Linked DNA regions of Sus scrofa: all the other regions are linked to region 3. Evidence: chromatin contacts called from public HiChIP or PLAC-seq data. All regions are on one chromosome and are shown on one strand. The core of a region is the stretch at or near the end of the contact, and the rest is flanking DNA. Distances in the headings are between cores, read along the strand shown. Region 1 overlaps COLEC12 (collectin-12). Region 2 overlaps LOC110261178 (a long non-coding RNA gene). Region 3 overlaps COLEC12 (collectin-12).

Region 1 (3,015 bases), core at 250-2,749, 130 kb before region 3:
AAAAACACAGAACTGTCACAGATAGATCATTCAGGTTTGCATAGAGTAAAAGGAATAAATACATTCATTAAAAAAACTGTTGTTTCTCTTTGATGCTAGGAAACTCTTTGCCCCACCCACAAATGCCAGTGAACTAGTAACTTGCACTGGGGTGTGAGTGTCAGTGTATAAAAATAGGATCTGGGTATATTCAGGCTAGCAAAGCTGGCAGCTGGCTACTGCGTAAAAACACCAGACTGATGGAGAGCCAGAAGTAACACTTGCCATAATAGCATGTAGCATTTTTGGGTTTTTGTTTTGTTTTGTTTTTCCTCTTAACTCATTAGCACAAATTTTCAGTCAGGAAAATAGTGGCAAAGCCATCTTCTCTGACCCTAGAAACTCCCTGTCTTTGGAGGAGACCTCAGTTTACAGACTTGTTCTCCTATGAGGAAAACAAGCATGTGACATAGAAGGGTCATTAGCAGTCTTTTGTCACAAGCTCCCCATTCTTGTAAAGTGTTCCTTGACAGATTTTTTTCCTTCAAAACATCGATGTTTTAGGTGTTATAGCTGGAGTGTTGCTCCTCACCCCACTTCAAGTACCTGAAGCCCACTTCTCTAGGATAATCTGACAATAATACCTTTTCTATAAAAACACTTTGGTATCATCCCCTGGCCTGGGCCACTAACCTCTTCTTTCTTCTTCTTGATTCCACCCATCCTTTCAAGTCTACTCCAAATCTCACTGGCCCATCATGCCAAGCCTTCTCTCATGAGCTGACTCCACACCAATAGGGCTTTTAATCAGAATGGCAAAAAACAAAAACAACAACAAAAACTTCTATTGATTGAATGCCTACTCTTTGCAAGGTGCAGCACATCCTCACTGCAGTTAATCCTTACAACTTTTATTTTACAGATGAAAAAAAAAACTGAGGCTCAGAGATGTTCAGTAACCTTCCCACAGTCACACAGCTTCTAAGTGACTAAGTGGGATACCAGGTCAGGAGAGAGATCTCACTCTAAAACCTACTTGTTTTATAATTCCACATGGCCTCTCATCAAGTATTTTTTTCCTAAATATGATTTCTTTCAAGAAAAGTCCCTTGGGGGGAAGGATTATATCTTCTTTATCTTCCCTTTACAGTCACCATCCTCAGATGTTTACCAATTATCTGTCATGTTTGTGGCCCAGGGCTTGACACAAAGGATACAAGAGACACAGCTCACAGCCCAGGCCCTGGGGACAGGGAACGAGAGCAGAACTCCTGCCTGGTGCTCACGAGGGTCTGTACCAGTCTGATTGTGGGAAACAAACCTCCCTCATTGGTATTTGGGACTTCCTGGTAATATCAGTTACGCTCCCTTAGAATGCAATAAAGACATTTCTACCTTGAACACTATTTCAGGTTTCCTTACAAAAATACAGAAGATCTGGTTATAGGGTGTTATCCTGGATTCTCACAACAGTGACTGTGCTCTGATGCACATCTGAAAGCCTACTTGCCCAGCTGTAATGGCCACTTTGGCAGAGCTAAGCAGCAAGGCAGACACCTATGACTAGGACTGTTGCCTCAGAGGAGGTTCCGAATGAGAAAGAGTCAGATGTCTGTCTTTCTTCTTTATCCTAATTACCTTAAGGTGGATGCCTGCTGGGCAGGACCACAGAGTAGGATTTTCCTGTTCAGGGAATGTTCTGGGGGAAAAATGACCCACTGAATTCAGGAGGTGGCTTCTACCATGGAAGCTCCATTGCCTTCTAATGAAAAGCACAGTGCAGAGGGTGCACCAAGCTGTAACTGTCCAAGAATGTGCTTTCTGTCAAGGGGCTGGCATGCCTCACGGTCACAGCCAGTGTCCTGACTGGTTTGGGTGACTCAGCAATCCTCCGACTTGTTCAGCAAATTCTCTGCAAGGAACTTAAGTTATATACTAACTTGTAGTTGCATAAGTGACATGAAAGGAGAAGTAAAGGACAGTTTTGAGGAAAACGCCATTGAGTTTAACTTTGATGAATAAAGGAGTTTCTATTTTATTTCCTTCCAACTTCTCCTTCAGAGAAACCTCTTCTTCCACTGAATATTTTCCTTCCTTCCTGTCTTTCTCTCTTGCTTTCTTTCCCTCCCTCCCTTCCTTCCTTTCTTTTTTAAAGTGGAGAGAGTTTCTCCAGACTTCAAAAGGAGATGTGTGAAGGGAGAACTTATCTTTCTACCTCTTACCATGCTGGGTCACCAGAATCTTATCAGCAAGAAAGAGGAATCATCATTCAAGTAAAGAGAAAACACATCTGGAAAATGTCAACATTTTAGTTCATTAAGGCTGTGTTTGAAGACCAAAATTGCATGTTGTATTATCTTATTTTTGTCAGTAGAGGCCTGAGGAATGGGAATCTTGAAGGAGAGAAAAAGGGGCAAGAATATCATCTTGTCTCCAACTTGTCTCACTCTCTCAATCTCTTCCCCCCTCAACCTCCTCCCCCTTCATCCTAGTGAGATGAAGAGGAAGCCAAGTGATCTTCAGAATTTTAGCTCCTAGGCAGTGTTCTGAGTTGCAGCAATTGGCTTAGAGGTCCTTGGGCTTCAGTTTATTGCTTTTACAGAAGTCAGCCCTAATCTACAATTCACCATCCATCCATCCATCCATCCATCCATCTTTCTTCTCATTAATTTATTCAGTAAACTTTATTGGGTACCTATTAAGGACCATCAGGCAGGGTGCTAGTGGGAGATACAAATAAAAAAGATAGTCTATGGTCTTTGTGGAGCTTTGGGTTTGGGTTGTGAAAGAGACCCACTGGCCATAATGATACAGTGTGATAGGGGCTAAGAGCAAAAAAGGATGCCACAGGGACCAGCAGGAGGGCACCTAACTCAGCTTTCAGAGGCTTCTTGCAGGACCTATGTCTAAGCAAGACAGAAAGGGAGAAAAATTCACAAAGAGAAAGGTGGAGAGCAGGGAGAAGGTGTTCCAGGAGAATGAACCAGCCTGTGCAAACATGCCAATGCTGAGAAGGGCTTTCTGATGTCATAAAAA
Region 2 (3,284 bases), core at 15-2,514, 190 kb before region 3:
GTTAATAATTATTACTACTGTGATCTCAGTAGTTACTCAAACACTCCGTTTTACTAATGTTTACTTACCACTAACATGTAATGCACAGCAGAAGGCATTCATGCAGAAATGAATAAAGCATTCATTTTTTTCTAAGCAGCTGGTTGGACATTGACCAAGAAATCCATTTCTTCTTTTTCTTTGGGCATTCAGCTAGACTACATTTCTTTGCACCCTTGCGGCGAAGTTCTAGGCAATGATTTGTGATGTCGTTCTCAAGCTAGGGTTTTTAAGAGGCAGGGTGTTATTTTCATTTGTTCATTGTTTGTTTTTGGCCACACCTGCCACGTGCTGACATTCCTTGGCCAGCGATCAAACCTGCATCATAGCTATAACCAGAACCACAGCAGTGACAAGGCTGAATCCTTAACCTGCTGAACCATGAGGGAACTCCCAAGAGGCAGAGGTTTTTTTGCCTTTTTTTTTTTTTTTTTTTAAGGGCTACACCCTCAGCATATGGAAGTTCCCAGGCTAGGGATTGAATTGGAGCTATGGCTGCCAGCCTACACCTCAGCCACAGCAACACCAAATCAGAGCCAAGTGCTTGACTTACACCACAGCTCCCGGCAACACCGGATCCTTAACCCTTTGAGCGAGGCCAGGGATCAAACTCACATCCTCATGGATACTAGTTGGGTTCGTTAACCGCTTAAGCCATGAAGGGAACTCCAAGAGGCAGAATTTTAAGAGGCAGTGTTTTATTGTTTTATTTTTTTATTATTTATTTATTTTTTTTGTCTTTTTACCTTTTTCTAGGGCCACACCCTCAGCATGTGGAAGTTCCCAGGCTAGGGGTCTAAGCTGCCGGCCTCCATCACAGCCACAGCAAATCAGGATAGGTCTGTGACCTACCCACAGCTCATGGCAACGCCTGATCCTCAACCCACTGAGCAAGGCCAGGGATCAAACCTGCAACCTCGTGGTTCCTAGTTGGATTCGTTAACCACTGAGCCACGACAGAAACTCCAAGAGGCAGGGTTTGAAAAACATTTTTTTAAAAATTATAGTTGATTGATAAAGTTCTGTCAATTTCTGCTGTACAGCAAAGTGACCCAGTTGTAGGGGTGTGTGTGTGTGTGTGTGTATGTATGTACACACACATTCTTTTTCTGGGAGGCAGGGTTCTTAAGTGCCCTTTTCATACTTGTTCCCCTTTTAGTGTCTTGAGCAGAAGATGACAAAGCCCTAGGAAATGACACAGTCAAAAAATGGATGGAGCCTGGGTTCCTGAATGGCCACGTAAGAGAGAGCTGCCAAACAGTATCTCCCTCACACTGAATTGTGGGAAGGAAATTTCTGTGGTCTTTGAGCCATTTATACTTTTTTGAGGGGCTGTTTGTTATAGCAGCTAGTGTTATCCAAATTAATATCCTCTTCTCTTCATTCTAACTGAGATGGAATGCATGGAAAAGATAAATACTTGCAATCAAATATGTTGTCTAGTTGGATTCAGATTTTTGGGAGACTAGAAAAATGGGATCCTTTTACATCTTGTTTGTTCACTGAAGCCAGACCCCTCCCTGATCCTTCTGGTCTCCCCATTGTATTTCACCCTGGGCAGTGTTTCTCTCCACCTTTTCCTCCATGTTTTCTTTGTTATTAGAGATTCCAGGCAGCAGTGTCCTCACTCAATCATGAATGGCTTCTGCTAGCAGTGCCGGCCCCTTTCGATATCTGGGTCATGCTTTGTGTGTCTTTCTGCATTACTGTGAGAAGGAGCTCTTCCTGACTCTTTGGTTCCTTTCCAAATGATCAGTTGGCAATTTGTACAATAAAAGGTTGGTCTTCCAACAGTCCATAAATAATGTGACTCACTCATCAAAGGAATTTCATAGTACACAAGGCACTTAACCAGTTTCATTTAATGCAAGGTTTTATTGTTATTTTTGGAAAATAATTATTTTTATTTTTGTTTTCTTTTTTTTAGAGTGGAGTTGATTTACAGTGTTGTGTCAGTTTCTGCTGTACAGCATAGTGATCCAGTCATACATACATATATATATATATGCATTCTTTTTCTCATGTTATCTTCCATCACGGTCTGTCCCAGTAGACTGGTTATAGTTTCCTGTACTATACAGCAAGACTTCATTGCTCATCCATTCTAAATGTAATAGTTTGCATCTACCAACCCCAAACCCGGAGTCCATCCCACTTCCTCCCCCCACTTCCCCTCCAGCAACCACAAGTCTGTTCTCTATGTCTGAGAGTCTGTTTCTATTTTGTAGATAGGATCATTTGTGTCATATTTTAGATTCCACATATAAGTGATATCATGTGGTATTTGTCTTTCTCTTTCTTTTTTCTTTTCTTTTCTTTTTTGTTTTGTCTTGTCTTTTTGCCATTTTCTTGGGCCACTCTTGCGGCATATGGAGGTTCCCAGGCTAGGGGTCTAATCGGAGCTGTAGCCCCCGGCCTGTGCCAGAGCCACAGCAACGCCAGATCCAAGCTGTGTCTGCGACCTACACCGCAGCTCATGGTAACACTGGATCGTTAATCCACTGAGCAGGGCCAGGGATCAAACCGAAACCTCATGGTTCCTAGTCGGATTTGTTAACCACTGCGCCACAACGGGAACTCCTGTCTTTCTCTTTCTTACTTCACTTAGTATGAGAGTCTTAGTTCCATCCATGTTGCTGCAAATCAGATTAATTTGTTCTTTTTTATGGGTGAGTTGTATTGCATTGCGTATATGTACCACATCTTAATCCATTTGTCTGTCAATGGACATTTAGGTTGTTTCCATGTCTTGGCTATTGTGAATTAGTACTGCAATGAACATAGGGATGCATGTATCTTTTTGAATGAAAGTTTTGTCTGGATATATGCTCAGGGGTGGGATCGCTGGATCATATGGTAGTTCTATATTTAGTTTTCTGAGGAACCTCCATATTGTTTTCCATAGTGGTTGTACCAATTTACATTTTCACTAACAGAGAAGGAAGGTACCCTTTTCTCCATACCCTCTCTGGCATTTGTTTTTTGAGACTTGTTAATGCAGAAAACACTCAAAAATTCCAGGTTAACTGTATATCTACTTCTTGAGACAAAATACCTTACTTTCAATCTTTCTAGAATGAAAGGCCTACACCTTCACTAAGCGGCAAAGCCAGGTAGTAGTTCCCATAACATTTTTTTCTTTTTCTTTTTTTTTTTTCGCTGCCACGTGTCTTATGGAGGCCGGGGATCAGATCCCAGCCACAGCTGTGGCCCGCCCTGCAGCTGCGGCAATGTCAGACCCTTTA
Region 3 (3,213 bases), core at 531-3,030:
CTTCCTCCTGTTCCTTAGGTGACTCCTAATTCAGGTCTCAGCCGAGGTGTGGTACCATCGAGATACCTATCCAAACCACCACCCAGCCACTCTGGGTCACACCATCCTGTTTTACTATTATTGGCTGATATCATCTGTGTGTGTGTGTGTGTGTGTGTGTGAGAGAGAGAGAGAGGTCATGCAGCATGTAAGCAGAAATTGTTTCTGTCTAGCTTCATGAATGAATCCTATGTGCCTAGAATGGTGCCTGTCACAGAGCAGGGGCTTAATAAATTTTGGTGAATGAATGACTGAATAACCAACTGGCCAAAGGGTCAAGTTATCTTCATGTAACTGAAGCTAAAGCCCTCCTTTTCTGATGCGAGGCTCTGAGATCACCTTTTCCACCACCTCAGGAGTCTGGCATGACTCCTACAAGGACAGCTAAATCCTTCCCCACTCTCTCTACTGGATACATGGGGCTCATGGATGGTTTCCTAGTAAATGCATTTCAAAAGACAGCTTTGCTGGGAGTTCCTGCTGTGGCTCAGGGTAACAAACCAGACCAGTATCCATGAGGATGCAGATTCGATCCCTGGCTTTCTTCAATGGGTTAAGGATCCGGTGTTGCCACGAGCTGTGGTGTAAGTTGCAGATGTGGCTCAGATCCCATGTTGTGGCTGTGGTGTAGGCTGGCAGCTGTAGCTCTGATTGACCCCTAGCCTTGGAACTTCCATATGCCACAGGTTCAGCCGTAAATAAGCAAAAAAAAAAAAAAAGAGAGACAGCCTTGCTGTGGGAATTCCTAAAAGTAGGGCCACTGTGGAAACAAGAGAGATGTTACGTCAGCCATGCTTTCTACCAAAAGCTTATCCCCTTCCTTACATGAACATGATGCAATTCCTTATCACACTGATAAAGAACTTCTCAGCTGACACTTCTACCAGGCGTGGGTCTGGCAATTTATTGTGCGATTTAATGATACTTTTGAAATAAGATGTCAAAACCAGGCCTTTGCAAGGAGCCCTAATCAATTGTTCTTCTTCTTTTCTTTCCCATTATGGTTTATTACAGGATATTAAATATAGTTCCCTGTGCAATACAGTAGGCCCTTGTTATCTATTTTATATATAGTAGTTTGTATCTGCTCCTCTCAAACTTGTAATTTATCCTTCCCCACCCCCTTGCCCTTCGGTAACCGTTTTCTATGTCTGTGAATCTGTTTCTGTTTCATGAATAAATTCATTTGTGTCATATTTTAGATTCCACATATAAGTGATATCATATGGTATTTACCTTTCTTTTTCTGACTTACCTTACTTAGTATGATAATCTCTAAGTATATCCATGTTTCTGCAAATGGCACTATTTCACTCTTTTTTTGTTGCTGAGTGGTATTCTATTTTGTGTGTGTGTGTGAGAGAAAATGCGTGTGTGTGTGTGTGTGTGTGTGTATCACATGGAGGTTCCCAAGCTAGGGGTTGAATTGGGGCTACAGCTGCCAGCCTACACCACAGCCACAACAACGCAGGAGCCAAGCCACATCTGCAACCTATACCAGAGCTCACAGCAACACCAGTTCCTTAACTCACTGAGCGAGGCCATGGATGGAACCCACAACCTCACAGTTCCTAGTTGGATTTGTTTCTGTTGCGCCAGGAATTCCTGGCCATGGGCATTTAGGTTGCTTCCATGTCTTGCCTATTGTCTAATCAATTATTCTTGAGCTGGTCACCATCTCTGCACCAGGACCCAGCTCCATCCCCATGTGCAGTTCAGTTCATAAGCACTGATTCACTATGGACCAGAGACTGCCAGGCGGTGGGGCAGCAGAAATGAGTGAGTCTCAGTCCCTTCCCTCAAGAAGCTGACAGGCTTTCAAAAAAAAAAGACATTCGGGGGAAGGGGGGGGAATATAGCCTCTGTGGTCATATTTTTCAGCCCCCAAATGGGACACAGGACCTGGCTATAACCGAACCTTGAAATATTAGAGAAAAACCCTAGATGCATGATATATACCACACAAAGTGCTGAAGCCTGGCACACTAGTTTGGTATGAAGTGCTATGAAAATATGAGTTACAGGATGAAGACTCCTAAGAAAATGGAGAAGTGGGTCTATTTGTATTTGATCACTGTTTCCTTATTCAGAGAATAGGGAAGAGATCTTTCTTGGAATCTAGAAAACTAGGTTTTCACAATTCAAATCATCTTCCTATGTCAAGGATTAAAGCTTTAGTTCCTTCTAGATGGAAGAATGTGCTTACAACCGGAAGAACAGCATCCTTCTCCGTGACTCGGTGATTGGTTAATCCAACAAATACATATGAAGCCCCTACTGCTTCCCTAAGTAATTCTCTTTTTGTTGTTTGTTTGGTTTTTCATTTTGTCTTGTACTGTTTTCTTTTTACTTCTGCATCTGCAGCACATGGAAGTTCCCAGGTTAGAGGCTGAATCAGAGCTTCAGCTGCCGGGCTATATCACAGCCACAGCAAGGCCAGATCCCAGTCACATCTGCAACCCACACTGCAGCTTGCGGCAAGGCCAGATCCTTAATCCACTGGGCAAAGCTGAGGATCAAACCATATCCTCACAGAGACAATATCAGGTCCTTAACCCACTGAGACACAATGGAACTCCTAACTCTTCTATTAATGGCTGAGAGGTCTGGTCCAGTCTGGATTAAAGAGAAACCCTTATCTGCCGCTAAGATAGAAACCCATGCTTTCATTTATTCACTCATTCACTAAATGCTTCCAGACTAGTGGAGTTGATGAGACACGAACACAGGTAACGATCCATCCATACGCCAGCCTTCCCTGCCAGCCCCAGACCGTCCACTCCTGAGCCACATTTGCAAAAGCATCTGCTGACATGCCCAGTTGTGGGCCAAGGAGCTGTCACTGAGGACTTCACAGTGCACAGGAAAAAGCAGTTACACTGTGACCCCAACAACAAATAGCTTTAAAATTTCTGCTCTCTCTAAGCTTCTTTTCAGCAGACCTACCATTAGTTTGTTTGTTTGTTTTCTTTCTCCTCTCTGGTCTTTTTCCCATGCAGCATTTAGTCTGACTGACTTCTCTCTCCCTCCTGAAATTCCCTGGGAACTTCAGATGCCTCATATTTTTGTTATTAAAGCAATTCAGCGCTGCCTCCCAGTGAACTGACTCAAACCCATTAGGGGCTCAAGGACACAAAGGTTTTACAGGCAGTCCCTAACAGGACTCCAGGAGGA

What was found. HiChIP or PLAC-seq counts read pairs in DNA pulled down with a chosen protein or histone mark.
Region 1: an H3K27ac HiChIP or PLAC-seq map of alveolar macrophages shows a contact between it and region 3. The contact joins two enhancer-like sites. A contact is called at or near these places in 1 of 47 Hi-C or Micro-C datasets (embryonic fibroblasts) and 1 of 2 datasets of contacts at active chromatin or transcription factors (alveolar macrophages).
Region 2: an H3K27ac HiChIP or PLAC-seq map of alveolar macrophages shows a contact between it and region 3. The contact joins two enhancer-like sites. A contact is called at or near these places in 2 of 47 Hi-C or Micro-C datasets (embryonic fibroblasts and fibroblasts) and 1 of 2 datasets of contacts at active chromatin or transcription factors (alveolar macrophages).

The regions. Positions count from the first base shown.
Region 1 is chr6:105,962,060-105,965,074 of Sscrofa11.1, reverse strand. The region is part of intron 3 of COLEC12 (collectin-12); the gene reads right to left. Among named protein-coding and RNA genes, the nearest start is that of THOC1, 76 kb to the left of the region's middle. Within about 2 kb of position 1,499, at least 5 of the 83 cell types and tissues checked have an H3K27ac peak or open chromatin away from gene starts, as enhancers often do. A contact at or near this core is called in alveolar macrophages, where this site is marked.
Region 2 is chr6:106,017,856-106,021,139 of Sscrofa11.1, reverse strand. All of the region lies in intron 1 of LOC110261178 (a long non-coding RNA gene), which reads left to right. Among named protein-coding and RNA genes, the nearest start is that of THOC1, 20 kb to the left of the region's middle. Within about 2 kb of position 1,264, at least 7 of the 83 cell types and tissues checked have an H3K27ac peak or open chromatin away from gene starts, as enhancers often do. A contact at or near this core is called in alveolar macrophages, where this site is marked.
Region 3 is chr6:105,827,363-105,830,575 of Sscrofa11.1, reverse strand. All of the region lies in intron 1 of COLEC12 (collectin-12), which reads right to left. Among named protein-coding and RNA genes, the nearest start is that of COLEC12, 21 kb to the right of the region's middle. Within about 2 kb of position 1,780, at least 2 of the 83 cell types and tissues checked have an H3K27ac peak or open chromatin away from gene starts, as enhancers often do. A contact at or near this core is called in alveolar macrophages, where this site is marked.